6 separate regions of the Mus musculus genome follow, and regions 2, 3, 4, 5 and 6 are each linked to region 1. The links are chromatin contacts, called in public HiChIP or PLAC-seq and promoter capture Hi-C maps. All regions are on one chromosome and are shown on one strand. The core of a region is the stretch at or near the end of the contact, and the rest is flanking DNA. Distances in the headings are between cores, read along the strand shown. Region 1 holds the start of Atp6v0a1 (ATPase, H+ transporting, lysosomal V0 subunit A1). Region 2 holds the start of Rnd2 (Rho family GTPase 2). Region 3 holds the start of Ifi35 (interferon-induced protein 35). Region 4 holds the start of Rundc1 (RUN domain containing 1). Region 5 holds the start of Zfp385c (zinc finger protein 385C). Region 6 holds the start of Cntd1 (cyclin N-terminal domain containing 1).

Region 1 (4,490 bases), core at 1,384-3,883:
AAAAAAAAAAAAAAAAAGAAAACCCTCAAGATAAAGCCATTCAACATAACAAACAAAATCGGTTCAATCAATGGTGCTCAAAAAAAAAAAAAAACCAAAACAACAACAACAAAAAACCAGCTTTACTTTCACTTACATCCCGAAATTGGACCTTCCCAAGCTCTCCTAATTCACTGACACAGCAATAAGCAGCTTCAGACTGTAGAAATAGCTGGGCCAGCGTCATCTCCTCACTCCGGAAAAGCTCCCCCATGGTGGCGATGGTAGTTCACTCCAATCCGAGGCAAGAGAGAAAATGACTTGGCTTGAGAATTAACCTATAGGACCAAGAATAAACAATACCCTAGGTGAGATTCTTATCTTGCATGCCCCAAGGGGAAGTCTTAACACTCTTGCTATCTGGCTCAGAAAGGTGCAAAAGAGAAATTGCCAAAAGCAGTTACTAAATCCCAGACGAGAGAGCCTAGACTAAGAGTCATTTCCTTTGTAAGCAATGCAAGGAATCAGGATGGACTGACAGTGTTTTGGAGCAACACAATACAAAAGAATATATGCAGAATAAGGACAGGAACCGAGAACCCCAAAAGCTCTTTAATATGAGGCTCACACTACCTGGGGGTCTGGTTTTATTTTGTTTGAGACAGTGTCTTATATAACCCACAGCCTGCCTCAAACTCAATATTAGTGAAGGCTGGCTTTGAACTCCTGATCCTCCTGCCTCCCATCTGTTTTTGTTTTTCTTTTTTTCCCCCATACAGGATTTCCTCTGTGTAGCCTTGGCTGACCTGGAACTCACTCTGTAGACCAGGCTGACCTGAAACTCACCCACTTGTCTCTCTACCTCTGAGTGCTGGCATAGTGAGCCACCACCAATGGCACTGCCTCCAGCTCTTTAGAGCTGGGATTACAGGGATACACCAACATGCCCAGAGCTTTTTTGTTGCTACTGTTTGCTTTTTCACACTTGACACAAACTTTCCTGCTAAAACCCTCTTCTTTGTTATTTCATTTTGTTTCTTGGGTTTTTTGTGAGCAGGAAACAATAAAAGAGATTTTAACTACCCTCTTATATAAAAGATGTGACTAGCTGTGACTGCTTCCCCTCTCACTGACAATGCCCACTTCCAACATCTAAAATGTCCAGCACTATCTGAAAGCTATGGCTAAAAGGATCAAGCTTCCAAACTCCTGGGAAAACAGTATTCCTCTTCTAAGGAACTCCAACATATTAACATCATTTTAAAAAAAGACAAAGGAGCCCACACAGCTTAATTTCAATTCAGGCATGACAGGAAAACGTTGGTAATGACAAAGCACTTTTAACAAGCCGGAGGAAAAGCCTTCCACCTCTGCAGCTTCCTGCGACTCATCCCCATCCTCAAAGACAACTGCCTTCTTCTATCTGTCAAGTCTCTCCTAGGAGCCTGAAGGCTTCCGTTCAGGTCAGCAGCTGGCGCTATCAGTGGTACTGAAAATGCAATTATTTATTCGCGATAAGCTCCCCGCTCAGCTTCGGTACAGCAGCATCTGCAGTATCTATCCTCAACAGATCATCATGCACTGCATCACTTTTAATGTCGTAACGTCATGCAAATTCCATGTTAATCGATAGATAAGACTGATGTTTCCGAGAAGATTTGCCCTTCGGGAAGGCAGGAAGACATTTTGAGGAACCCGAAAAACAAATCCTTTCGGCATTAGGTGTTCAAGGAGAGCAAAATAACACACTCGACTAAAAGCAAGCATTTCTCAAGAGATTATGTGGGTTGACTTAAGAATATGAATCACCCACATAAGCTATAACCAGTCCTTTCCACCTTGAACGAGGATAGATGCCACAACCTCAAAATAAATGAAATCATGTCTGACAGGCATAGCTGACAGGGCTGACAGGGCTGACAGCCTCCAGTGAGTTACCGCCCTCCTCCTGTTCCTTCATGATTACAGGCCTCTCCAAGACTATCTCTACCCCCACTGAAACCAAACACAATACGAATTTGGAAAAGCGGTTTCCAGGGGTCGCGAAATGAAGTACGAAGAAAGTAATTCTGCAAAAGGGTGATCCAAACCCAAGGTCCTCCCAGGAGGACTCTCGCTCGGATTCTCCAATCCTCCCTTTCTAGCAGGGAGCATTTGTCGTTCACCTCTTCGTTTCTAAGCTGCACAGTGAGAGCGCAGAAATTTTCTGGACCAGGCATAACCTGTCTCCTGGTTAGGGAAGAAATCCCCAAATTGTAAGACCCTTTAAGAAATCCCCCCAGATCACTCTGCCTATCCGATCTCTTCTGTCCTTTCGCCTCCTCCTCTCCCGGGTCATTCCTGAGCAGTGGCCCTCCAGTTCCTCTGCCCACAGGAAGGGTGTCCGAAGAGGGAGATGAGCCCCCCATATTTTTCTCAGAGACCTAAGATCCTGGCTAATTCTTCTGACAAGCATCCGAGGTATCCGAGTGCGCTCCACGTCCCCTCGAAAGCCACTCGGGGAAGCGCTCTTTCTACAACCCCAGCTCACCTCTCGCCGGCTCCGCCGCCGCCGCGACCGCAGCCGCCGCAGCAAAGCGACCCCGGCTCAGGCTGAGCAGAGTCGCCGACCAGCGTACGCAAGCAAGGCTCCGCCCCCACGCCACCGTCGAGTCCCGCCCCCGAGATGATTTCATCTCAGTTGACCAATAGGATGCTGCCTCTCCCCTGCTGCCGCAGTGCAGAGTCTATGGGGCTCGGGCGAGTCCTGGTGTGCAGTCGCCATCTTTGTTCCGGCGTTGTGATTTCTATCCCAGTTTGGAAGTCATCTGGGCTGGGCGTGTGACTTTTGAAGTGTTTGCCTTTTGAGCCCATCAGAATCCTTTCTCTCTATTATCCTCGGAGCAAGGTTACCTGCCATCTCTACTTTCCAGAGAACCAATTCACAACTTTTTCTTGGAGAAAGCAGCATGAAAGAAATGGGCACATTATAGAATGATCTGAGAGCTTGAAGGGAGCCTCAAAGCTAGTCTTCTTTACGTATACGCATCCTATGTCGTTCTTAGACCTCTGAAAATATTTGAGCCCCAGACTGGAGAGCGACTTAAGATAAGTCCTATATTAGAGACATAGGATCTCGTCCACTTACAAAGTATCGGATTCATTCTTCCAGCAGCTACCTAGGATTTACACTTATCCAAATTGGAAAAAAAAAAAAAATCCCCGGAAGACCACATGTTGACAAAGTAATTATTTTTATCTTGCTTACTAGGTTTCTGTGAACCCATCTGACCACGTAGGAGTTTTCAGTTCCTCATATATCTTTTGAATGCAAAATAATACCTACCTTTTTTTTTTAAAGCTCCTTTTCTAAATATTGATAGAGTCCTTTCCCCCCAATTAAAGAAGAGTAGGGAGTCAGCAGAAACATCAGGAGGAACTTGGAGAACTGGTCAGTCAGTCTCTGTGGGTGGCGGAACTCATTGAGATTCAAGTGTAGTGAAGGAGGTATTTCGGATTTAAAAAAAAAAAAAAAAGCAACTTGTACTGATAATTTTTATCTGCTTGGCAGAAGTATTACAAAACGTGTTTTGTGAGCCCGAACAAAATGATGGACACAGTGAACATTTTATTTGAATTTTTCTACTGCACATGGTAATTGAAGGTATTGCTTCATTACAATTCTCTCGAGAAGCAGCATTTCTGAGACCTAGGCTTTACGGTTTTCACATTCTGAAGCTCCTTCTACAGGCAGGGACCCACAATTGAAATCCTGCCAAGTATTTCACAATGACTGTCACTTCCTTCCTCGTAGACTTAGAAAAAAAAAGCTAACCTCAGAGTCAGCTGCTTCCTAACCGCAAACAAGTGTTTCATACACTACCTGTAAGAAAGCCTATCCCGGACTATAGTTCACTTGAGTTGTTTCTACACCCCACGCCGTGGTTTCCCTGAAAGTACATCCTCTTAGAGGTCCAATAATAATAATAATAATAATAATAATAATAGTTATTATGGAGGTCAGAGAACAACTTAGTGGGAGTTGGTTCTCTTTAACCCCGAGTTACCCAGGAATTGAACTTGGGCATCAGGCTTGTCTGAAATACTTTAACCTGTTAAGCTAAGACTTTCTTCTTCTTCTTCTTCTTCTTCTTCTTCTTCTTCTTCTTCTTCTTCTTCTTCTTCTTCTTCTTCTTCTTCCTTTCATCTCCTGCTAGACATCTTTCCCCAGTGTTCATCTATTTTCTTTCCGTGCTCTAATCTTGGCCATCTTGCCTCTCACTAATTTCAAATGTCTATGGTTTGGGATTCATGTCTATTTTTCTATCCTCCACCTTTCTTTATGGTCAGAGAGGGCATTTCTGTCTGTTAGATGATACCTCATGGGTAATATATTTGTTGAAGTCTACAACTGTGAGACAGTATTAGGTACCACAGATACGAAAATGGAGCAGATACATTTCCCATCCAAAAAAAAAAAAATATCTTGAGAAGTACATTTCAATACTTGGGGGTGGGGGTGGGGGTATATG
Region 2 (4,490 bases), core at 518-3,017, 460 kb before region 1:
CTCAAGTGACCCTGGTCAAGGGATAAAAAGCAAATACCCGTCACAAAGTGTGTCTCAAGAGTAGGCAGAGGGGCTGGTGAGATGGCTCAGTGGGTAAGAGCACCCGACTGCTCTTCCTTCCGAAGGTCTGAAGTTCAAATCCCAGCAACCACATGGTGGCTCACAGCCATCTGTAATGAAATCTGACTCCCTCTTCTGGAGGGTCTGAGGACAGCTACAGTGTACTTACATGTAATAAATAAATAAATGAATAAATAAAACTTAAAAAAAAAAAAAAAAAAGAGTAGGCAGAGAGGAGCAGAAGCAGTGGGAAATGGCTTATGGGTTCCTCTGATCTCACACTGATAATCTGTAATCTTCTGGAGTTTGGAAGCCCTTTAAGAATCTCAGAAAATCTACCACCATTCTGACAAATTTTGTGCGTGCTTTCTGGGCTTTGATGACACATCTTCTAAAGTCCTCCAGGGAACGGAGTAAAAATAAAAACCCTTCCCATGAGGTTGGAGCAAGGACAGGGAGCCAGTGCTCCTGTTCTCCTGGGACTCTAGTTCAGTCTAGAGGAAGAAAAAAAAAAAAAAAAAAAACTACTTTCCACCACCTTCCCCCACCCCAGTAATTCTAAATAGCTTTCCTAAACCCAGTCCTATTTCCTAAGAAACATGTTCCAAAATAAATCATTTCTTTCCAAGTTCCTTGGGTAAGCAGAACCCAGCTGCAGGGCCGATATTAGACTTCCTACGTGGTTTCTGTCAGGCCTAAGAAACTCTGCCTCAGTTTCCCTGGCTCAAAAGAGAAACTGATGTTCTGCTCTAAAACTGGATGGATGTCTGAGCTGACCTGGAATCTCAGGTTCTGGCCAAGGGAGGGGCTAGAGGAAGGGACCTTGGCCGCCGTCAGGGTGACCCCGAGGGACTTGGCTACCTGAAGTATCCCACATGTTGAGCTCAATGCGGCGCTTGTCGATCTCGAAGCTGGCAGTGTAGTTCTCAAACACCGTGGGGACATAACTCTGCAGACACGGATGGGTCAAAATGAGAGAGAGCTGCTCTCCAGTACTCACTCACCCTGACAACTGCCCTCCTCCCTCGACACCCGGTCCAGCTCAGTCCCTAGACAGAAGTTGGTCTGAGGCTGGGCTAAGGGAAGATCCGGGGAGCTACTGCCTCCACCTCCTAGCTAGACTCTCAGATAACCCCCCTTCCCGGGTCCCTTTAGCCCCTAGTTTTTTCTCTCTCGGATGCCCGGGACCTCAGTCATTCTCCCGGAGCGCCCTTCCGGATCCTCTGATGCTCCTAAGCCCCATCCATTTCACCGCGTTCCTTGATTCCTTCCACTCCAATCCTCTGCAGTCCTTTCAGACCCCCCAACGCCTCCTTCCCTTCCTCTGAGCCTCTTTCTCTCCTCCCTGGTTACCCTGGTACCGGTTTCCAGCGGCCCCCGGGGCCCCTATAACCCACTCCCCGCAGCCTCGGTGCCCCTCTCTCCAGACGCCAATTCCTCACCCCGGGGTAGGCGTCCTTGGCGAACACCTGCAGCAACGCTGTCTTGCCGCACTCCGCGTCCCCCACCACTACGATCTTGCAGCGGCCACTCTGCCCCTCCATGGTCCCGGCTACGCGCCGGCCCCCCACGCCGCCCCCCTCCCGGGCACAGCCGCCGCTTCTGCCGCCTCCTCCCCCGCCGCTGCAGCTGCAGCCTCTCGGGCCGCCGACACCGGCATCTCGCGGGCCCGCGCCGAGCCCCCGCCCGGGGCTGCGGGCCCCCTCCGCCCCGCCCCTAGCCCGCGGGCCGCACCTCTGGCCCCGCCTCCCACCCGCACAGCCGAGGGGCGGGGTTCGGGACGGGGCGGGGCCTGGGAGGAGGGGAGGGGGACCCGAGTTAGACTCTAGCGCGCAGCTGTGACCCCAGGAGCGCCTGAGGGTTTGTGGCCAGCGAGCCCCGTTTATTTGAGTTCCTCGGGCATGGAGGCTGGGCTGACCGAGGGCGAAGTTCTGAAGGGTCAGCTGCGAAGCTCCATACACGGGCGCAAGGCCTGAGCCTTCTGTGTGCCCACGCGTGCACGCAGGTGTGCTAGTGCGGCGGACACGCGCGGCGGCAGCAATCTATTTCCCGAACACAGGGGGGCGTGAGATGTTAGGAAAGGGAGGATTTTTGATTTTTGTCTCCCTCCTCCACTCTCGGGTCCAGACAGAGCTTAGGGAAATGGAAGTACGGACCTTAGCACTCCCACCCTACATTAGTGACATCATAGCTTTCTATCTCCATAACGACGGGTGGCGGGATCTAGGCCTGTGACCAACCTAGAAGCATGGACTAAGTTCCTCTAGCCAAGTACTGAGTGGAAAGTTTTAGGGGAGCTTTTGCGTCCTCTGGTGGATGTTTTGGTAGAAAGAGCAAAGGGAAGGCTAAGGAAGCTAGAATCCTTTGACAGCTAAGCTGGGCCAGAGCTAAGCCCCAAAGCCAATTTCAGCCTCATCTCAGACTAGCAATAAGCAAACCGCCATTTGCATGACATCTTTTGCCTAGAAGAGGATGGAGAAAGGGGCTTGGAGGGCTGTGATCGGGATGTAAAGTGAATGAATGAATGAATGAATGAACAAATAAATACACATACATACATACATGCATACATAAGTGAAAAAAATCCTTCTTTAGCCGGGCATGGTGCTGCACGCCTTCAGTCTTAGCACTCATGAGGCAGAAGCAGGCAGATCTCCCTGAGTTTGAGGCCACTCTAGTCTATATAATGAGTTCCAGGTCAACCAGGTCTAAATAGAGAAATCCTGTCTCAAAACAAACAAAACTCTTCTTTAAGTCGAAGATGTTCATTTTAATGTTATCTCGTTTTGAATAACCGTGTAAAGGTAACTAAAGCACACAATCTCATCGCTGTTTTACAAAAAGTAAACAGACACACAGCATTAACACCCAAAACTGTTAAGTTTAAGTTAGAGATGTAACTCGGGAGTAGAGCTACATTCATGAGGCTCTGGGTTCTATCCTCAATTCCAACAAAAGGAAAAGAGAGTGTGAAAGAAAAGGGAGGTGGTGGCACATGTCATTTTAACCACAGAACTCCGGAGGCAGAGCCAGCCTTGTATTCATGGCACCTTCTAGGCTCCAGGCCAGACCTGGCTACATGGTGAGACCCTGTCTTAGAGGTTCTCATGCTTGTAGTTTGCCACTGCAAGAACATAGTGAGTAAGCCGGGCGTGGTGGAGCACACCTTTTATCCCAGCACTTGGGAGGCAGAGGCAGGCGGATTTCTGAGTTCGAGGCCAGCCTGGTCTACAAAGTGAGTTCCAGGACAGCCAGGGCTACACAGAGAAACCCTGTCTCAAAAAACAAGCAAACAAAAGAACATAGTGAATAAAGTCTGCTTATTAGTAAACGGTAGAGTTCAACCTGAGGCACAATTTCACCGGAGTCTGATCCACAGGTGGCTAGATTATAAATTCAGATTTTAAATTATCCTTCAGACTGTGTCACGACAACTTTTAATTCGTATAAGGCTTTCTACGAATAAATCAAGTCTTAGACTCGGCATGCCCCAGAATCTCCTCATGCTTATCAGTCACACGCACGTACACCACCACCCTCCACCTGCACCGCTAGTCTTTTCGCGCCCTCGCAGCTCGGTCAGCAGAGGGACTAGCCCTTTAAGTCCGCCCGCGAAGCCCCACCCCCCGAGCAAGGCCCCGCCCCACCCACTGGTGTCCGCAGCCTGCGCTCTTCCTGACGCGTGTCCCGCCCTTCCCAGCTGTGCACCGGTTCTGTACAGCTGGGAACGCACGTCGCGAGTCTAGCCATGTCCGCGGAGAGGGAAGCAGCTGAGGCGGCCACTGTGGCAGCGGCGACCGAGGCCGGGGCGGAGACCGGGACCGGAGCCGGGGAGGGTGCGCCTTCGCAGCCCCCGACAGTCGAGGTGGCAAGCGACCCGCAGCCACCCCCGGCCCCCGAAGCGTCAGCATCCGCTTCGGCACCGCCACTGCGCTGCCTGGTACTCACCGGCTTCGGTGGCTACGATAAGGTGAAGCTGCAGAGCCGGCCGGCGGTGCCCCCGGCCCCGGGTCCGGGTCAATTGACGCTGCGCGTGCGAGCCTGTGGGCTCAACTTCGCCGACCTCATGGGCCGCCAAGGGCTGTACGACCGACTACCGCCTCTGCCGGTCACCCCCGGCATGGAGGGCGCGGGCGTGGTAGTGGCAGTGGGCGAAGGCGTCGGCGACCGTAAGGTGAGCGGTAGCAGGGCAGGAGTGGGCGCGTGCCGGGGGTGTGGCCGGGCCGGGAAGCCAGCAAGGACGCGGGTGGACTAAACATGGAACACATGGAAAGCAATTTATGTCTCCAGGCGTCTGGGAAAAGGATTTACTGGGAACTGGCAACAGTGTTATTGCCCCTTCCCAAAGCATTTTTTAGTAGTGGCCGCCGCCCCAAGCGGAGTTGGGGGGAAAACAATAAGGCGCCCAGGCGCATGCGCAGGATGACCTG
Region 3 (4,490 bases), core at 805-3,304, 440 kb before region 1:
AGATAGGGTCTCTCTCTCACTCACTAACCGAGAGCTGTTCAGTAGGGCTGGGTGGCTCACCAGCAAACCCCACGGCTGTGCTTGGATACAAGCATATGCCACTGTGCTATTTTCTTTAAAGATTTATTTATGTATTTTATGTATGTGAACACACTGTAGCTGTACAGATGGTTGTTGGGGATTGAATTTTAGGACCTCTGCTCACTCCGGTTAACTCTGCTTGCTCAGTCCCTGCTCACTCCAGCACAAAGCTTCATTTATTATACATAAGTACACTGTAGCTGTCTTCAGACGCACCAGAAAAGGGTGTCAGATCTCATTACCGGTGGTTGTGAGCCACCATGTGGTTGCTAGGGTTTGAACTCAGGACCCTCAGAAGAGCAGTCACTGCTCTTACCCGCTGAGCCATCTTGGCAGCCCACTGTGCTATTTTTTTTTGTTTTGTTATCTCAGTTTTTTTTTTTAATTTTTAAAAAAGATTTATTTATTTATTATATGTAAGTACGCTGTAGCTGTCTTCAAACACACCAGAAGAGGGAGTCATATCTTTTTACAGATGGTTGTGAGCCACCATGTGGTTGCTGGGATTTGAACTCAGGACCTTCGGTAGAGCAATCAGTGCTCTTAACCACTGAGCCATCTCACCAGCCTGGTTATCTCAGTTCTTAAGTACTGAATTTCTCCTCGTGCTTTTTTTTTTTTTTTTTAAAGATTTGTTTATTTTATGTATGTGAGTACACTGTTGCTTTTCTCAGGCACATCAGAAGAGGGCATCGGATCCCATTACATGTGGTTGCTGGGAATTGAACTCAGGACCTCTGGAAGAGCATTTAGTGCTCTTAACCACTGAGCCATCTCTCCAGCCCCTCTTCTCATACTCTTAAGGTAAGCAGTTTATAGACTGAGCTAGCTCTCTAGCCTTCCCTCTAGGTATCTTTGTGAAGAAGTGTAATATCCCTACATAGTAAGTGAAGGGATTAGACTGTCAACTTTAGAAAAGCTAATGTTTGGTCCAGTGCAACATGTCTGAAGAAACTAGGATCTGAAACCAGGCAGGTTGGCTCTTCAATATTGCTTTTTCCTTATTTGGCTCCAAATCGCTCCCTTTTTTTATTGTATCTGGGAGATAAATGGAAGTTTTCCGTGCCAGAAGACTAACAAGGGGAGGCAGAGCTGCTGAGGACAAGCTGCATTGGATCCCTCCTCGAAGGTGGCTGCCCACTGTGCTTCCTCCTGAGGCCTCACTGGCTGTTGGCAGGCAGACTTCACAGCTCAACCTAGCCTATCTGAGGTGGCCTCAGTCAGAGGCACTTAGAAAGACCACCTGTCCCAGAGAGGACCAATGGTCAGGTTGACATGGCATTCTGAGGGGAGGAGTTTTTGGCTGGGAAGTACCTCAGAGTATTCCCTTTGCTGTTTAGAATAGCCAGAAACCTTTGATGCTTACAGCTCTCTACAACCCTGAAGCATACATCCACATAAAGAAAGATCAAGGCCGGGCAGTGGTGGCGCACACCTTTAATCCCAGCACTTGGGAGGCACAGGCAGGCAGATTTCTGAGTTCGAGGCCAGCCTGGTCTCCAGAGTGAGTTCCAGGACAGCCAGGGCTAAACAGAGAAACCCCGTCTCGAAAAACCAAAAAGAATGATCAAGGTCCTTACTTTAGGTGTCAGAGTCCTGGTTTTGACAATAGGTAAATGACAAGATCCACAGACCAAGGTACCCTAAGCGCTCTACTTCTCTTCCACCCTTAGCAGGCTTGAGCCGAGCAGGTCTAAGCCTAGAACACTGTGTTCCCGCCCCTCCCCACATGCGACAAATGCTCCCCTGCTCCCGTACTTACAGTTTGCAGGGTCACAGACATGGCTCTCACGTCTGGCAGAAGCTGGGGCTTCAGAGCAGGGTTGGCAGTGAAGAGTTCTGAAGGACTAAACTCTTTGACCCCTCAGAGGTGGCTCTGGTCTCCTCAGCCTCCAGCAGCGTCTGAAACACACTTCCACTGCTGTTGCTTGCTTGCCGGCCTCACTTCCACTTTCATTTCTGTGAATTCTGCTTCTGAGCATACAGCCCCACCCTTGGGCGGAGCCTTCCAAGTCATCAAATCTAACTACCCAGTCAGGCATGTGCTCCTGGGACCGCAAAGGGAAGACTTTCCCAGGCAGCCAGTTCTAGCATAAACCATGGTAGGATTTTTAAGACTTCCAGACAGACAGGCTCTCAGTACTGCAGCTCTAGCTGGCTTCACACCCTTGAGATCTGTCTGCTTTTGCCTCCAAAAAGCTGTGATTAAAGAACTGTGAGTCACCCTGGAGGCAGAGGCAGGCGGATTTCTGAGTTCGAGGCCAACCTGGTCTACAAAGTGAGTTCCAGGACAGCCAGGGCTATGCAGAGAAACTGTCTCCAAAAAACCAAAAAAAAAAAACAAAACAAAAAAAACCTGTGAGTCAAGTGGCGGCGGCACATCTTTGATGCCAGCGTTCAAAGAGGCAGGTGGATCTCTGTGACCAGTCAAGCCTAGTCTACAGAGTGATTTTTCAGGGCAGCCACAGGTACACAGAGAAATCCTACCTCCAAAACCCAAAATATAAAGGGTTCAGCTGTTGAGTACCAGAGGACCCAGGTTCAACTCCCAGTATCCACATGGCTATTGGTAACCTTTTTCTTTTAAAAAAGATTTATTTATTATGTGTAAGTACACTGTAGCTGTCATCAGACACTCCAGACCAGGGAGTCAGATCACATTGCAGATGGTTTCGAGTCACCACGTGGTTGCTGGGAATTGTACTCAGGACCTTCGGAAGAGCAGTCAGTGCTTTTTGTTGGTTTTATTGTTTCCGAGACAGGGGTTTTATCTGTGTAGCCTTGGCTGTCCTGTAACCATGCTGTCTTGTAGACCAGGCTGGCCTGGAACTCCGAAACTCGCCTGCCTCTGCCTCCCAAGTGCTGGGATTAATGGCGTTGAGCCACCACTGTCTGGCGCAGTCAGTGCTTTTATCCACTGAGCCATCTCACCAGCCCAACTAAAAAGCCCTTTTATTTATTTATTTATTTATTTTTTATTTATTTTTTTTTTTTTAAGATTTATTTATTATTTATTATATGTAAGTACACTGTAGCTGTCTTCAGACACACCAGAAGAGGGCATCAGATCTCATTAAGGATGGTTGTGAGCCACCATGTGGTTGCTGGGATTTGAACTCTGGACCTTTGGAAGAGCAGTCGGGTGCTCTTACCCACTGAGCCATCTCACCAGCCCCCTTTTATTTATATGAGCACTCAGTAGCCGTCCTCAGAAACACACCAGAGTTGTGAATCAGATTCTAATTACAGATAGTTGTGAGCCACCATGTGGTTGCTGGGATTTGAACTCAGAGCCTCTGAAAGAAGTCAGTGCTTTTTTTTTTTTTTTTTTTCGAGACAGGGTTTCTCTGTATAGGCCTGGCTGCCCTGAAACTCACTTTGTAGACCAGGCTGGCCTCGGACTCAGAAATCCGCCTGCCTCTGCCTCCCGAGTGCTGGGATTAAAGACGTGCGCCACCTTGCCTGGCTAAGTGCAGAGTTCTGAACTGTTGAACCACCAGTGTCTCCAGCCTCAGGATTTCTTTTTTTTTTTTAAAGATTTATTTATTATTATTTGTAAGTACACTGTAGCTGTCTTCAGACACACCAGAAGAGGGAGTCAGATCTTGTTACGGATGGTTGTGAGCCACCATGTGGTTGCTGGGATTTCAACTCTGGACCTTCGTAAGAGCAGTCGGGTGCTCTTACCCACTGAGCCATCTCACCAGCCCCCAGGATTTCTCTTAATGAATCTTTCACTGAGTCATTTAGCACTGACAAGACAGAAAGTACCCTGGACAAAACTCCTTAACCCTGCACTAGCCAGCACCTGAAGTTGTTCCCTTATGCTTCAGAGATGGTGCCACAATGCAACACTGGCTGGCCTCAGCCTCAGAGATCCACCTGCCTGCCTGAGTACCATCCACATACTTGTATTTTCTGAATGTGTCCATGTGGTAAGGGGTGGGAGTGGCTTCACAGCAAGGTTTCACTATCACCCTGGCTGTCTGAAACCTATCATATAGACTGGCTCTGTCTACCAACTGCAGTAGACCAGGCTGGTTGCAAACTCCCTGCTTCTGAGGACACTTGTGTTTCTCATTGAAAATGCCAGGAACATAAACGCAAGAAACTCAAGAACGAAGACCAAAGTGTGGACACTGTGCCTTCTTAGAATTGGGAACAAAACACCCATGGAAGGAGTTACAGAGACACAGTTTGGAGCTGTGACGAAAGGATAGACCATCTAGAGACTGCCATATCCAGGGATCCATCCCATAATCAGCTTCCAAACGCTGACACCATTGCATACACTAGCAAGATTTTGCTGAAAGGACCCAGATATAGCTGTCTCTTGTGAGACTATGCCGGGGCCTAGCAAACACAGAAGTGGATGCTCACAGTCAGCTACTGGATGGATCACAGGGCCC
Region 4 (4,490 bases), core at 684-3,183, 420 kb before region 1:
TGATGGCTTGTGCTTGATGTCTCGAACTCACATTCTAAGGAGAGAACTAACTCCTAAAAGCTGTCCTCTGACCTCCACAAGTAGGCTGTGACACCAGCACTGTGCTCCTACACACACACACACACACACACACACACACACTAAAACCCAAAAAAACTTCAAGATGATTCTATAGCAAGTTCTGGGTCAGAGAGCCTGTCTTTTAAAAAAAATCAATAATAATAATTTTCAAGAGCTGAGGACATAGCTTAATTGGTGACAGAGTGCTTGTCTACAACATGCAACTTCCTGGGTGCCACCCCCAAGACTGTTCCCTTTGCCCCCCCCAAAGCAGAAAAAATATATCATTTTGCCCAAAGAATGTACTTAACAATACAGCTGCTTAATTGGCAGAGCGAGGACAATTTTTTTATGTCATTACCTTGACAATTTTTTCTGAAAGTGACAATAAAAAATAGAGACAGTACCATCTCTGCCCAGGACCTTCCATGGCATTCAATACTGGACAGGGCCTGGCCACTTTTTAAGTCTGTTGACTTGTGGTTGACTGCTCCTTGTGCAAGGGTATATGGGTATGAGAAGGAAGGAACTGGAAACACTTCAGATCAGCATAAGTCACTATCTCCTACCAATAAGTTTTCTTGGCTAAACCATTTTGAGTGGGAAGAAAGCCACATGTGGACTGCAATCTGCACAACAGGAAGCGGAAAAGGCGGCCTGTCTCAAAACTTCCAGCTTCCAGACGTTCAAAGTTTGTAAGGAATCTTCCCGCGTTGTGGTTTACAGAATTTCCTTGCTTCTTCGGTGTACTGAAGAACGCACTGGTCAGTCAGAAGGCCCCGTTCAGAGAACCCCGTTATTAACCAGGATGGCAGAGCAGTCTGAAAACACTGTCAGGACATCCTTATAGTCAGGTGTGTTTCTTTCCACTGCCAAGGGATGGTGTCTGTTCACCAAAGCCGTCACTGAGATAAGACAGCATAAAGATCACAGCCTATCTATATGCCAAAAAAAGCACGGGGCATTAATTTCAATTTCCATGGATTCCAATTCACTTCCCTTTCACTTAACACTTCTCCCGTTCCCAATGTTCATTCTATCAATAAGTGCTCAGGGTATATACTTCAGGGTAGAGAGAGTGACACAAATACACACTCAAGTACCTCAAAGTCGACAGAGGCAGCACGGCTTCCATTACCAACTGCCTTTTCAATACTCTTTAAGGCTCGCCATATGTCTTTCTGCATCTTCCTGACTCTTCTCTCTATCTTGCATACACGTGCCTATAGTACTTCCAGCTCGGTCGCTCCTCACCCTTTCTACCTCGGTCCGTGTCAGCATCACCACCCACAAACTCCCCGCCTGCATCATCTTCATCCGCATCCGGAACTAGCGGCAGACACTCACCTGGTCCTCACCCCGCACCCGTGGCCGGTCCCCCGGCAGCACATCGCTTTCGTCACCGCCACAAGGGTCTGCCAGCCCCTCGTAACCCAGGACGTGAGGACAGCCGCGGAAGGCAAAGTCTTCGAGCTCGCGCAGGAGACGCTGCTGCTCCGCCGGCGCCCCGCGCACTACCTGGCGCAGACGGAACTGCACCTGCGCGAAGTGCGAGGACAGCGCGAGCAGGGCCGAATCCAGCTGCCGCCGCTCGGCTTCCAGCCGCCTCAGCGTGCGGACAGTCGCGTCGGATGGAGAGCCCGGAGCCGCTCCAGGCTCTTCGGCTGCCGCCGCCTCCGAGAACGTCGCCGCCCCAGGACCGGCCTCGGCCACTGCCCCCACGGGAGCCCAGCGCACAGTCTCGCATGGTGGCAGCGACTCCTCCTCCTCTTCTTCTTCTTCCTCGTCCTTCGCCTTAGGCCCGACAGCGGTCACCACAGTTCCTAGCTCCGTAGCCACTTCCACCGTCGCCATCTTCCCGGAAACGCCGCCCGCACGTCAGTGGCGCCCCCTTGCTGCCATGGCAACGGGCTCTGGCAGGGAAGCCTGGACGAGTGGTGGGCGGGTCTTGCACTCCTCCAATCTCGGGAGGGCCCGCCCCCTCGGGACTTTAATGCATTTTGTGAATTAGACACTTTGAGTTGGAGGAACAAGTGAATGAAACCGAGAACAAGTAACTTCCTGCATATAGGGGCTAGAGTAGCCCTTTCCCTGGATAGAGAGTAGATATTGTATTTCTGATATGTTTATTTCTGGAGACCCCGAGATGTAGAAAACGCTCCCGGTGTCCTTCTGGAGTCCAAATCACTCTTGCTGTCAAGCCAACTTTCTTTCCCTCCCTCGCAACCCTTCCTCCTACCATATAAGGAGAGGCAGCTGCTAGGAGCCTCCTAGAATCTAAAGATAGAGGCCTTTTCTTGGGACTCCAAAAGCCACGGGGCAGCTGGAGTCACCATGGAACGGTGAGTTTCAGGCCGCCATCATACAGGTCCTACATATTCCCCTGTCCGTTTTCCTGCAGATTTCCTCTCCCACATTTGTAGAAGCCGCTGAGTCTGCCCACCAGCACCCCAGACTCCACGTCTCTGTGACTGTGGGTGAGAGGGGGTGGTGAGATCTGAACGTATTTTCTAACTCCTTACTTCCCTTGGCTCTCTGGGTTTATTCTCGCCACCTCTGCCCACTCCCACTACTCCCCTCTGTCTGGTTCAGTGGCACCACGTACGACTCTACTGTCTCCTCCCTCCACCTTTCCATATTGCCTTCAGTCTTGCCCACCCCTACCAAGCCCCACCTCCAACCTCTTCAGGCAGCCTGCCCGGACTCTGTGGTACGACAGACCCAAATATGTTTTCATGGAGTTTTGCGTTGAGGACAGCACCGACGTCAGTGTGCTCATTGAGGACCACCGCGTCGTGTTCAGGTAGTAGTCTTCCCCTGTGGACTGGCCTGGGGTCTCAAGAACCGTTCCTATCCTCCTGGTGTCTCAAGAACTTATCCTGTCACTTCCTATGTCTCTTTACTGTAACTTTAGCTGCAGGAATGGTGATGGAGTGGAGCTGTATAACGAGATTGAATTCTATGCCAAGGTGAACTCCAAGGTGAGGGCAGGGTAAGGATAGTCATATCTGAACAAGAAAGGCTGGCCAAGCAAGGAGACTGGAAGTTTATCCTAAAAATAAGGCTATCTGTCTGACAGGACTCCCAGGATAAGCGTTCTGGTCGCTCCATTACTTGCTTTGTGAGGAAATGGAAGGAGAAGGTGGCCTGGCCTAGGCTCACAAAGGAGGATATAAAGGTGAGTGTGTGTGCAGGAGTGGTCTACTCCTGTGCTCTCCCTTCATCTGAGCATTCTCTCTGTGCACCCAAGCATCAGAGTTATATCTGGAGCTGTGTTTGGCTTCTTTCCAGTCACTATTTTAGGGAGTCCTCTGGGTCGTGTGTATTTGATATTCTATTTATTCTGAAATCTATATATTTCCTCCTAGTCTAGACAGCAACCACCAGGGTTTGTTGGGGGAAGTAGGTTTTTGTCTGTTCGCTTTTGTTTTTGAGTCAAGCTCTTTTGTTGTTGCTCAGGCTGGCCTTGAACTTGCCATCCCTCTGCCTCAGCCTCCTGAACATTGATATTGCAAGCATGTGTATGACATTACAGGTATTATTATCGTTGCCTATTTTCTGTCTCATTTCTTTTTTGTTTGTTTGTTTTAAAGATTTATTTTATTTATATGAGTACACTGTAGCTGTCTTCATAAACACCAGAAGAGGGCATCTGATCTCATTACAGATGGTTGTGAACCACCATGTGGTTACGGGGAATTGAACTCAGGACCTTCAAAAGAGCAGCCAGTGCTCTTAACCGCTGAGCCATCTCTCCAGCCCTTCTGTCTCATTTCTTAGCCACTCTTTCCATCGCTTTCAGTGGGCTCTGTTAAACATAACCTTGACTTTGTCTTTCTCACACTTAAGACCCTTTGATAGCAGCTACTCCTCTAAAAGCTGAAAGTTGGCCATCTGCTAACTGAATCTTGATTTTACATTTATTTAGTAGGGTTTTTTTTCACAGTTAAAAATTATTCTGGACATATGACTGTTAAGAGCACTGGTTGCTCTTGTAGAACCTAAGTTCAATGGGCAGTTCCCACTGTGGTGGCCCACAACCATCTGTAACTTGAGTTCGAAGAGAGCTAACACCTTCTTCTGTCTTCATGGGCACATGGTACACACAGATACATTCAGGCAAAACATTCATACACATAAGATAAAATAAATAATTCTTAAAAATTATATTGACTGGCTATTGACATTTGTAATTTTTTTTATTTGTTGCTGACATTAAAAGCATGTAGATTATGGGGCCAGTGAGATGGCCCAGCAGGTAAAGGTGCTTGCTACTGATCTGAGTTTGAGGCTCAGGTCCCACATCCTGGAAGGAGAGAGCCAAACCCCACAAATGTAACATCCATTTGTGTGTAAAGTGACATGCTCCTTCCAAATAAATAAATAAATATTTTAATATTTTAATTATAAACTATGAGACCGGAGAGATG
Region 5 (4,490 bases), core at 1,088-3,587, 320 kb after region 1:
AACGCACCCTCGCAGATGTCTTTGTTTCCACTGTAAGGCCTATCTTCTACCCCTCTTTGCACACTTACCTGCTTGAGTAAATTTTAATGTTAAAATATTACCCTTTGGACTAGCTGAGTTGTCAGAGCTCAGCCTACAGTGTACAAAGCCCAGGGTTTGATGTCCAGAACTGCATAAAGCCAGCATGGCGAGTGCCTACCTGGATTCTAAACACTGGAGGGGTAGAGACAGGAGGATGCTCTGATGAGATCGTTCACTGGGTAAAGTATTGCCTACAGGCCTGACTGACTGAGTTCAATCCCCCAGGACCAACTTGGGGGAAGGTGAGGGCCACCAACTTGTTTCTCTGACCTCCTCCCATGCATCCTAGTGCAGTCATAAATACTCCAGCACACACACACACACACACACACACACACACAAACACACACACACACTCCGGCACACACATGCACACACAATGAATAATAACTGTAGCTAAGATAAGTTTAAAGCCATCCTTGGCTACATTGTATGTTTGAGGTCCGCCTGGGGTTGTCTCAAAAAAAAAAAAAAAAAAAAGAAAGAAAGAAAAAAGAAAAGAAAGGAAGGAAGGAAGAAAAAAGAAAGAAAAAAGAAATGAAAGGAAAAATGTCTTCTGTGTCTGCCAAGTTCTCATGTAGATCACCAGCAGGATAAATCTGAGGTGCCCAAGACAGGGTTCACAGGCCGAGAACACACCCATCACAGAAGCGGCTCTGGGTTTCATTCCTAGATCTAAAAAGCTTCAATTTGAGGCTCTTTAAGAATGTAAAGTCCTTGTCTCCTTGCCACCCTGTGACAGGTTCTAACTCTTCAACCCCCCCCCTTGTCCCCCCTTCTCACTTGAGAAAAAGCATCCGAGAGCCAGTATTGGAGGGCTGGAGTCAGGTAGGCATGGAGCAGGGAGAATCAGAGAGGCCTAATTTTTTTTTGTTCTGATTTTAATAGAGGCAAGATCTAGGTTGATTCTTCAGGGAAAGGGCTATTTCTGTAGTAAGAGGCCCAGCAGGCACAAGCCACCTTTGGGGGGGGGGAGGGATGGAAGGGTTAGGGCAGATTCCACAGAAGGATGACAGTTCTTCCTGTTATCCAACCTGTATCTCTTCTGCTTCATTCTTGCCCTGCCTCAAAGTGCATAGAAAAGAATTGATTCTCTCTTCTCCCAGTCTTTTCTGGCTAAAGCTAAAAATTCACAGCCACTCTTTTGGGCAGCCATCTTAACTAGGGTAACTCTTTCTCAGAGTGTCCTTGGTCCCTTCAGGAGTCATCCCCCCCCAACCACCAGCCAGGAACGTGCCTTTTACAGGTCAATAAAATTAGCGACTGATGGAGGAGGGGGCGGGGGCAGAGTGCTAAGCTCAGTGGCCTTGAATGTGGCTGGACTCACGGAGTCTGGACGCCTGTCATTCCAGTGCTAAACAGTGACAGCTGAGGGACCTGCCAGGGGGGTTTGGGGTTTGGAGGAGGGCCCTGTGTTGCCAGGAGAGAGGAAAAAGATGGATGCCTAATGTCTCTCTAATCACTGGGTCTTTATATTGCTGACCTTTAGGCAGGAGTTAGGGAGGGGGTGGGGTAAGGGTGTCTCCACCCATCTTCAATTTTGTGAGACCCTCAGACTGAGGGGAGGGAGACTCAGGCAAATCTGTTCTTGTTGCTGCTTTGGGCTGGGGGGTGGGGGGTCTTCTGGCGGAGCCAGGCTTGTGAACATCTGGACCAGGCTGTCAGATAGAATTGTATAAGGTCAGGAGGACTCAGGTTTTCTAACCCTCCGAGAGTCAAGTGTAGGTTCGTTGCCAGTGCTCCTGGCACTTAGGAAGCTGAAGAAAAACTGGTGCTAGTTGAATTCAAATGTGGCCTGAGTGCAGCCTTCCTAGCCTTGGGAAAAACAAATGAGGAGGAAGAGGCAGTGGGGGAGGAGAAACATGACAATGATGATGACAAAAGGAAGGAAGGAAGGGAGAAAGAAAGAAAAAGAAGGGAGGAAAGAGAGAGCCCACACATACGTGAGCAAGCATGATTGGTGGTACATGCATGTATGTAATCCTAGCATTTAGAGGGTGGAGGCTAGAGGACCAAGAGCTCAAGGTAGTCCTGGGCTACATAAGACCCTATTTCAAATGAGACGGGGAGAGAAGGGAAAGGAAGAGATAAAAGAAAAGAAACCGGAACTCCCAGTGGCCCTGTTTCTCTGCTCTATACTCAACAACCTCAAAATGCTTACCGACTCCTCACCTTCAGGACTGGGGTGGGACTGGAGACCCCGCCCCTCCCAGCTCGTCCCCGCCCCCAGCCCGCCAGCCCCGGCCCGCGAGCCCAGAGCTTTTGCGCTGCAAACCAGGCGAGAGCAGGTGGCCACCGCCGGCTGCATCTCTTTCCTGCAGGTAAGACACTCTGAGGATCTCGAGGTCAGCTCGGAAAGACAAGGCAGAGCCTTCTGTCTCCTGCCCGTCTCAAACCTAGGGGACACCCAGAGACAACTAGGCTCGGTAGGCGGGTGCGATAAAACTCTAAGGAAGTTGGAGGGAGCCGCTGGCTCTACGGGATAATGCCAGAGTCCAAGGGCTGCGGAAAGCAGCAACGGGCAGCAGACACTACAATGTTCCGAAGGGCAGCAGGTGAACTTCGTCACCCCAAGTACCCTTTGTGTGTCCCAGGGCAATATATTCGCAGTTCGGAGTAATGGAGTGAACCGAAGGGTTTCTGTTCTGGGAGCAAGTGAGTGACAGCTGTTGCCTATCAGCGTGGGACTTGGGTTTTCTGGTGTCCCTGGGTCATCTGCATCATTTGCACTTGGCTATAGATGGCGAGAGGAGGTGGGGAATGAGGAAATGCCAGAATCCAGAGGGCCCAGGATCAGCAGGTCCATCCTGCCTAGTGTCTTAGAGTCAGACCCTGAGAATGAAGGCAGGCCTGGGATGACTGTGCCCTCTTATGTGGGATTTGGGCTTTAGGATGAGACTCTGCCTCCCAGAACTCCAGGGAGGGTTTTCTGGGAGACCTGATCTGAGATAACTCAGCTGTGATGCCAAGATTCCTGAGTCAGAAAAGAGAGGCAATTTGGGACCTTGTGAGCCACTTAAGTAAAGACCCCCGGGGTGTGGAACAGAGGGAGGGAGGGTGCTACCTAGTCCCAGTCAAGACTCCAGGAACCTTCCAGAGATCATCCCCAACCTTTGGACAGACTGAAGAGACGATTAGGGCAGGGGATTTTTTTCATGTTTTTCATGACTGTCTAGATCCAGCATTCCACGATCTCCTCCCACACACACCATCATTGTCAGGAAATTCTTCCTCGTGTATTATGTTCAAGTGTGTGTGTGTGTGTGTGTGTGTGTGTGTGTGTGTGTGTTATGTTCAAGTGTGTGTGTGTGTGTGTGTGTGAGAGAGAGAGAGAGAGAGAGAGAGAGAGAGAGAGATCTACATGCCATGGCATGTGGGTGGAGGTTGGAGGACAACTTGCTAGAGACAACTCTCGAGGTCCACCATGTATATGGATACTGGGGAATTGAACTCAGATCCTCAGGCCTGGCAGCAAGCGTCTTTATCGAAGCCATCTCATTGGCCCTTGCTCATTTCCTACCATCCTTTCTGCTTCTGGGATAGCTTCTTGCTGGGAGGCAGTGAGCTGTAGGGCAAGAGACCTTGGGGTGGGTTAGCACTGAGTCCTCGACCTCTGTCCTTGCTTCCTTACTTGAAAATGGGGTTAAGGTTAGGACCCACCTCATAGGGTAGCTGCAGGGATTTAATGAGAATTCGCAGAAGAGCATCTAGCCCGGTCTCTGGCGCCTGGTGATGGCTCAACAGGTCTAAGTGTCCCCTCCTGGGTAGGACAGCAAAGCCGATCTGCAGGGGGTGGAGGTGGGGTGGAAAATTTTTAAAGCTTGTCCAGAAAGGGAAATGCCCTTCACTCCTCCCCTGCCAGCCCCGGTCCCCTGCTGGTTCCCATCTCTGTGCTGTCCAGAACCCCTCACCTTCTCCTGGCTGTGTCGGACTTACATCTGCTGGGCGAGGCAGGATCCGGGGAGCGGCAGGGGCCCACTTGGGGCTGTGCCTAGATGGAACAAGCTCTGGCTTGGATACCCAACTCGACAAAAAATTCCCTGTGGGCGTTACCTCCCTGCCTTCCCCGCCTCCAGAAATCCACAAATTGGGATCAAACTAGGCTGGATTTTTCCAGGATGACAAATAATCCTGCCTGAAGATTGTGGGAGCTGCCCTCCAGTGGAGGGAGGGAAAGCTTCAAGCCCTGGCTCTAGTTCTGGTGGCCACCAAAGCCTGCCAATCCATGAGTACCCTTAAAATCTAGGCAAGGGAAGCAGGGCACAGGCCCTAGGCTGGGTACTTTCAAGCGTTCTGCTCTGGCTGCTTTCCATCAAGTGTAGAGTCAACCAGGCTAAGCATCAGGTCCACTCTCTCATGGCTGGAGATACAGTTCAGTCGCTAGAATGCTTGCTTAGTGTGCTGTTTTA
Region 6 (4,490 bases), core at 1,184-3,683, 270 kb before region 1:
GGCTTCAAAATTATCTCCCCAACATTGGTGGTGGGGTTTTATTATTTTACTTTTTTAAATATTTTTTAAAATTTTGTGAGTGTGGAGGTAGGGGGTGGGTGCACGTTCGTAGCAATTTTCGGTAGCTGTTGAAGCCCCTGGAGCTGGAGTTAGAGGCAGTTGTGAACTGCCTCCTGTGGGTGCAGGGAAGTGAACTTGGGTCCCCTGGAAGAGCAGCACAAACTCTCAAGTACTGAGCTTTTTCTCCAGGCTCTTAGTGTGTGTGTGGGGGGGGGGGGGAGGAGAGAGAGAGAGAGAGAGAGAGAGAGAGAGAGACAGAGAGAGAGAGACAGACAGAGAGAGAGAGAGAGAGAGAGAGAGAGAGAGAGAGAGAGAGAATACACTACATTCTTGCAAAGAGCACGTTGGGTCCCCTGGAAGTAGAGTTACAGGTGGTTGTGAGCCTGCCTGTGTGGATGCTGGAAACTAAACCTGGGTCCTCTGTAAAAGTAGCAAGTGCAGTGCGTTTGCCTGCCGACATCCGTCCTGTCCTGGGTCACTGCCGAGCCACCATTTGCAGCTCATTGCATTGACTCTTTAGCTCTGCCTCTTCCTCGTTCCAGTTCCCTGAGCACTAAATGTTTCCCAAGGAATTGTCAATGACCTGCTTCTCTTCCCTCCTCCTGGGCGTATCATGGGAATGATTTAAAAGCCTTTCTTGCTAGTTCTAAAACAGTCTGCTATTAACCTTCTTCTGGGTGTTCTTCACAGATCTTAAACTTAGTAGATCCAAATCAAAACAACTGCCCCCAAACAAACATCACATTTCCTTATTCTTGCACTGTGTGTAAGTGCTGCTCCAAATGGCACCACGAGGCTGCCAGTCTCTGAGGCTCAGCCCTTTGACAGTCATCTTTCCCATCTTCATCTCTTAAACGAAAAACTCAGATTTTTAGATTTTGCCTCTGAGCTGTTTTAAATCCACTCTTGCCTTCCTCTCTGTCATCACTCTGACTACACACAGGCTCCCCTAGCTCACCTCCCAACTCAACTCCAGCCTTTAGACCACATACAAAATCATTTTTACCAGGGGGAAAATGACAGCCACATTGGCCCCCTCATTTACATTTCAGTGGCTTCGCTCAGCAGAGATGGCTTAGCAGTTAAGAGCACTGGCAGGTCTTCCAGAAAACCTGGGTTCAATTCCCAGCACCCACATCAGGTGGCTCACAACTGCCTATAATTCTCAATTCTTCTTTTTTCCTGCTAAAACAAGTATAAAGTTCTCTCCCCTGACAGACATTCAGACCTCTGCTTGGAATGTCTCCAAACTACTTTCCTGGCCTTACTCTCTATTGCTTCTCCATATGCTCTGGTCAACCTGGACAACTAAACCCTCCGCTCCCAGCCTCCCTCTTGTTTTCCCAAGTTTTATTCATGGTATCATTCAATCCCTGGACCTCATCTTACCACTCCTTTAAATTCTCATAGTAGCTTGTATTCTCTGTGTCAATCACTCTAACCGTTATTTGTATCCACTTGCTCATATGTTAACAATTCCCACCTAAAGACTACATAGTTTGAGAGCAATGGCTAGATTGCAGTTCCCTCTTTCTATACCAGGCAATGTAAATGATAAGCACTCTAAACACGTTTATGGAAAGAAGAGTAAAGGGGGCTGGTGGTGGAGAGATGGCTCAAGCAGTTAGAAGCACTGGCTACCCTTCTAGAGGACCAGGGTTCAATTCCCAGCACCCATATGGCAGCTCACAGCTGTCTATAACCTCAGTTTCAGGTGATTGGATACCCTCATACAGACATACATTAATTTTAAAAGGGGGGGGACTCCCCATGATGCCGTGTGCTTTTAATCCCAGCATCTGGGAGTCAGAACATCTGTCAATTCCAGGCCAGCCTAAGCTACAGAGAGTGTTCCAGGTCATGACTCCACAGTGAGACTTTGTCTTTAAAAATAAAAATAAAAAAAGGCACGTGGGGAGTGGTGCAGGGAAGTGGGGGTTAAGAAATAAAAAAAAGAGTGCTAGTAAGCCTCGTTCATCGCTTATAAGCCCCACGACCTCGCACAACAAGAGTACTAGCAAAATATTTGAGTGAAAAACAAAGATCAACGCTCCCCTGCCTCCCGTAAACCTGACTCCCCACTCTGCATCCACACCCACGATCCGGGTCTCCCTGAAGCTGCCCGTCCGTCCCGCAGCCTCCTTCACGGCTTGCTCGTTCTGCTGGGCCAAGTGAAGCAGGGCGTTTTCGATAGTCTCTGTGGTAACCACTCCGAACTGAAAGTCACTACAGTTCACCAGCCTGGGCCTCAAGGGTCCTTCCATATTCATAAGTCTTTCGGAGTACTTGGACAGTTTACGGGATCCATAAACTGGCCTCCTTAGCTTATTTCCAGAATCTTCTGCCACACCTTGGATTCTTCCTTCCCTTTCTATATGTTTGCCCTCGCTTCGAATCTGAGAAAAAACATAATGTCCACCACGGCTTCGAACGGTCAACAGCTTTTCGCGCCCCAACTGACACAGAGAGCTCAGCCAATCAGAAAGCAGGGCGCTTTTCACCTTTCCTGTCCCTCCTCTAGGGCGGAGAGACCCTGCCTCTACCCAGAAAACTCCACGTGGACTACAGCTCCCAGAGTTCCTTGCTGAAGTCAAAGACTACAATTCCTGGCGAGTTCCGGGCTTGACGGCTTAGGGCGGAGCAGCAACATGGCGGCCCCTGGAGCTGGTGACCCTCTGAATGCTAAGAATGGAAATGCTCCATTCGCTCAGCGCATCGACCCGTCGCGGGAGAAATTGACCCCAGCGCAGTTGCAGTTTATGCGGCAGGTGCAACTTGCCCAGTGGCAGAAAACACTGCCACAGCGGCGGACCCGGAACATCATGACCGGCCTGGGCATCGGGGCCCTGGTGTTAGCTATTTGTATCCGTCCTGGCTATACCGCATATGGGGTTAGGGAAAAGGGAACAAGACGTGTAGCTTTTAATGTGCGGGCAAATGAGGTTCATGCCTAATCTTACTATATATACGCAGCGCGTATTGGCTTAGTAATAACAATTGGTTAAGGGTTCAAAAGGAGCAAAAGGGTGGCAATCCAAAATCATTAATTTGGGAAAACAGCAAGGGTGGCTAGACGAAAGGAATGCCCATGTGCTTTGTGGTTTCCTGAACCCACTCCGTCAGATGGTTACACCTTCTACTCGGTGGCCCAAGAGCGTTTCCTTGATGAGCTGGAAGATGAAGCCAAAGCTGCCCGAGCCCGTGCTCTTGAGAGAGAGCGAGCTTCGGGACCCTAACTGTATGGACCATCTTCAAACTGCTGGATCCCCTGTATATGTTGAATGATGCCTGGTGGTCTTACAGCATCACTGGCACACTAACGTCGGACTGTGTGATTGAGCCCAAGAAGCCAGAGACTATGCATTTGGCCGCTGCCAAGGGGGGGATTGCTCACTTCACGTGCAGTTTGTCCAGTTACTCAGCCCTTTTTATTTCCTTGTTTGAGAGGTATGCAACCTTGCCTTTACCCAAACTTTGTGGTTTACCCCTTCACCTCCCAGGGGCCCCGACTCTTAAGGGGGAGGGTGTGGCTTAACTGCAGCGTTGGAACCTTAAAGTGGGAAAGATAGGGTCAAGTTAAAGTAATAAAATGAGTCATGTCTCCCGAAGCCAAGCTAGTGTGTGGGGGCAGAGAGACATATGGCACTTCACGCTGGAAAGCTCCCTGGCACTAGCTGCAGCGGTGGCATTGCCCCAGGGAGCTGTAAATGTTTAACTAGAATTACTTTTTCCGTGAGATCTTTCCACCTGATTTAAGGGAGAGATTACTGGACTGTTTGAGACTGACCCAGGTCTTAGGGGGTAGAAGAAGGTCACTCTTCTGTTCTCTGCCTTCAAGAACAGACTCTTAATGGCACGGGCCTTTTCCTGTCTCTAGCTTGGTAGGTGAAGGATGAGCAAGGAGTAACTTCATTCTTTTAACATTTACTGGTACCTGCCTATACAGGCCTAGGGTGGGGTCTGGAGGGGATCATGCCTTGGCCATTGGATCATTTGGTCATGTAGTTTCCTCATGACCTGGTGGCAAAAAGCCAGAAAGCTGGGCCGCTTCCATCCTGCCTTCCATTGTGAGAGGAGAATGGCTTCGAGTTCCTCACCCTTCTTGCCTGCTTCACAAGTCTTTGTCCCCCACCCCGTCCCTAAGGCATGACAGATACAGACCCACAGCCTTTCTCCTCAGTATTTTTATTGGTTGCTGTTGACTTTGGTGGCAGGAGCACAGCCCCTCCACTCTCCCAGCTGGAAGTTGGCCTTCCGCAAGCATCTGGACTCGGATTGCTTAGTGGTCAGCCCTTGCCTGGGGAGGGCAGGTGGGGTAGGCTACAGAAATGAGATTTCCACACAGCAAAGAGAACCCGCAAGGTTTTGACTCTTCAGGATACAACACAACGCACTCTCCGTGCCCACGGGCCTTCTACCCACTCAGTGCT

The links. Promoter capture Hi-C pulls out the DNA fragments that hold promoters and counts their contacts. HiChIP or PLAC-seq counts read pairs in DNA pulled down with a chosen protein or histone mark. Capture Hi-C pulls out chosen DNA fragments and counts their contacts.
Region 2: a contact with region 1 is called in a FOXA1 HiChIP or PLAC-seq map of pancreatic cancer cells. The contact joins the promoter of Rnd2 here to the promoter of Atp6v0a1 in region 1. A contact is called at or near these places in 1 of 39 promoter capture datasets (fetal liver), 1 of 484 Hi-C or Micro-C datasets (embryonic stem cells), 2 of 115 datasets of contacts at active chromatin or transcription factors (bone marrow-derived macrophages and pancreatic cancer cells) and 2 of 9 other capture datasets (adipose tissue and pancreatic islet).
Region 3: an H3K4me3 HiChIP or PLAC-seq map of the 230-238 cell line shows a contact between it and region 1, with 11 read pairs. The contact joins the promoter of Ifi35 here to the promoter of Atp6v0a1 in region 1. A contact is called at or near these places in 3 of 39 promoter capture datasets (liver and pre-B cells), 1 of 484 Hi-C or Micro-C datasets (B cells), 4 of 115 datasets of contacts at active chromatin or transcription factors (the 230-238 cell line, bone marrow-derived macrophages, memory CD8 T cells and 1 more) and 1 of 9 other capture datasets (pancreatic islet).
Region 4: a promoter capture Hi-C map of liver shows a contact between it and region 1. The contact joins the promoter of Rundc1 here to the promoter of Atp6v0a1 in region 1. A contact is called at or near these places in 3 of 39 promoter capture datasets (cranial neural crest, liver and maxillary cranial neural crest), 2 of 115 datasets of contacts at active chromatin or transcription factors (cardiomyocytes and pancreatic cancer cells) and 2 of 9 other capture datasets (adipose tissue and pancreatic islet).
Region 5: a promoter capture Hi-C map of adipose tissue shows a contact between it and region 1. The contact joins the promoter of Zfp385c here to the promoter of Atp6v0a1 in region 1. A contact is called at or near these places in 9 of 39 promoter capture datasets (the 3T3-L1 cell line, the C10 cell line, the SN4741 cell line and 4 more), 3 of 115 datasets of contacts at active chromatin or transcription factors (embryonic stem cells, forebrain and pancreatic cancer cells) and 3 of 9 other capture datasets (adipose tissue, liver and macrophages).
Region 6: a promoter capture Hi-C map of pancreatic islet shows a contact between it and region 1. The contact joins the promoter of Cntd1 here to the promoter of Atp6v0a1 in region 1. A contact is called at or near these places in 3 of 115 datasets of contacts at active chromatin or transcription factors (bone marrow-derived macrophages, embryonic stem cells and pancreatic cancer cells) and 4 of 9 other capture datasets (adipose tissue, liver, macrophages and 1 more).

The regions. Positions count from the first base shown.
Region 1 is chr11:101,007,584-101,012,073 of GRCm38.p6, reverse strand. Atp6v0a1 (ATPase, H+ transporting, lysosomal V0 subunit A1) reads right to left here and starts at 2,633. Exons shown (of 22, transcript NM_016920.4): 1 at 2,510-2,633; 2 at 137-317. The coding sequence starts at 253.
Region 2 is chr11:101,465,452-101,469,941 of GRCm38.p6, reverse strand. Rnd2 (Rho family GTPase 2) reads right to left here and starts at 1,767. Exons shown (of 5, transcript NM_009708.2): 1 at 1,503-1,767; 2 at 922-1,009. The coding sequence starts at 1,604. It overlaps Vat1 (vesicle amine transport 1), which reads left to right and starts at 3,743. Exons shown (of 6, transcript NM_012037.2): 1 at 3,743-4,234. The coding sequence starts at 3,809.
Region 3 is chr11:101,445,976-101,450,465 of GRCm38.p6, reverse strand. It overlaps Ifi35 (interferon-induced protein 35), which reads right to left and starts at 2,054. Exons shown (of 7, transcript NM_027320.4): 1 at 1,844-2,054. The coding sequence starts at 1,864.
Region 4 is chr11:101,422,528-101,427,017 of GRCm38.p6, reverse strand. Rundc1 (RUN domain containing 1) reads right to left here and starts at 1,933. Exons shown (of 5, transcript NM_172566.4): 1 at 1,408-1,933. The coding sequence starts at 1,914. Ptges3l (prostaglandin E synthase 3 like) reads left to right here and starts at 1,690. Exons shown (of 7, transcript NM_001357574.1): 1 at 1,690-2,402; 2 at 2,750-2,863; 3 at 2,975-3,041; 4 at 3,140-3,238. The coding sequence starts at 2,395.
Region 5 is chr11:100,690,313-100,694,802 of GRCm38.p6, reverse strand. Zfp385c (zinc finger protein 385C) reads left to right here and starts at 2,337. Exons shown (of 9, transcript NM_001373887.1): 1 at 2,337-2,402. It overlaps Gm38483 (a long non-coding RNA gene), which reads right to left. Exons shown (of 5, transcript XR_880214.3): 3 at 3,993-4,490; 4 at 3,742-3,864.
Region 6 is chr11:101,277,146-101,281,635 of GRCm38.p6, reverse strand. It overlaps Cntd1 (cyclin N-terminal domain containing 1), which reads right to left and starts at 2,433. Exons shown (of 7, transcript NM_026562.2): 1 at 2,156-2,433. The coding sequence starts at 2,330. It overlaps Coa3 (cytochrome C oxidase assembly factor 3), which reads left to right and starts at 2,688. Exons shown (of 2, transcript NM_026618.2): 1 at 2,688-2,922; 2 at 3,184-3,666. The coding sequence starts at 2,709. The coding sequence ends at 3,296. It overlaps Wnk4 (WNK lysine deficient protein kinase 4), which reads right to left. Exons shown (of 19, transcript NM_175638.3): 19 at 4,227-4,490.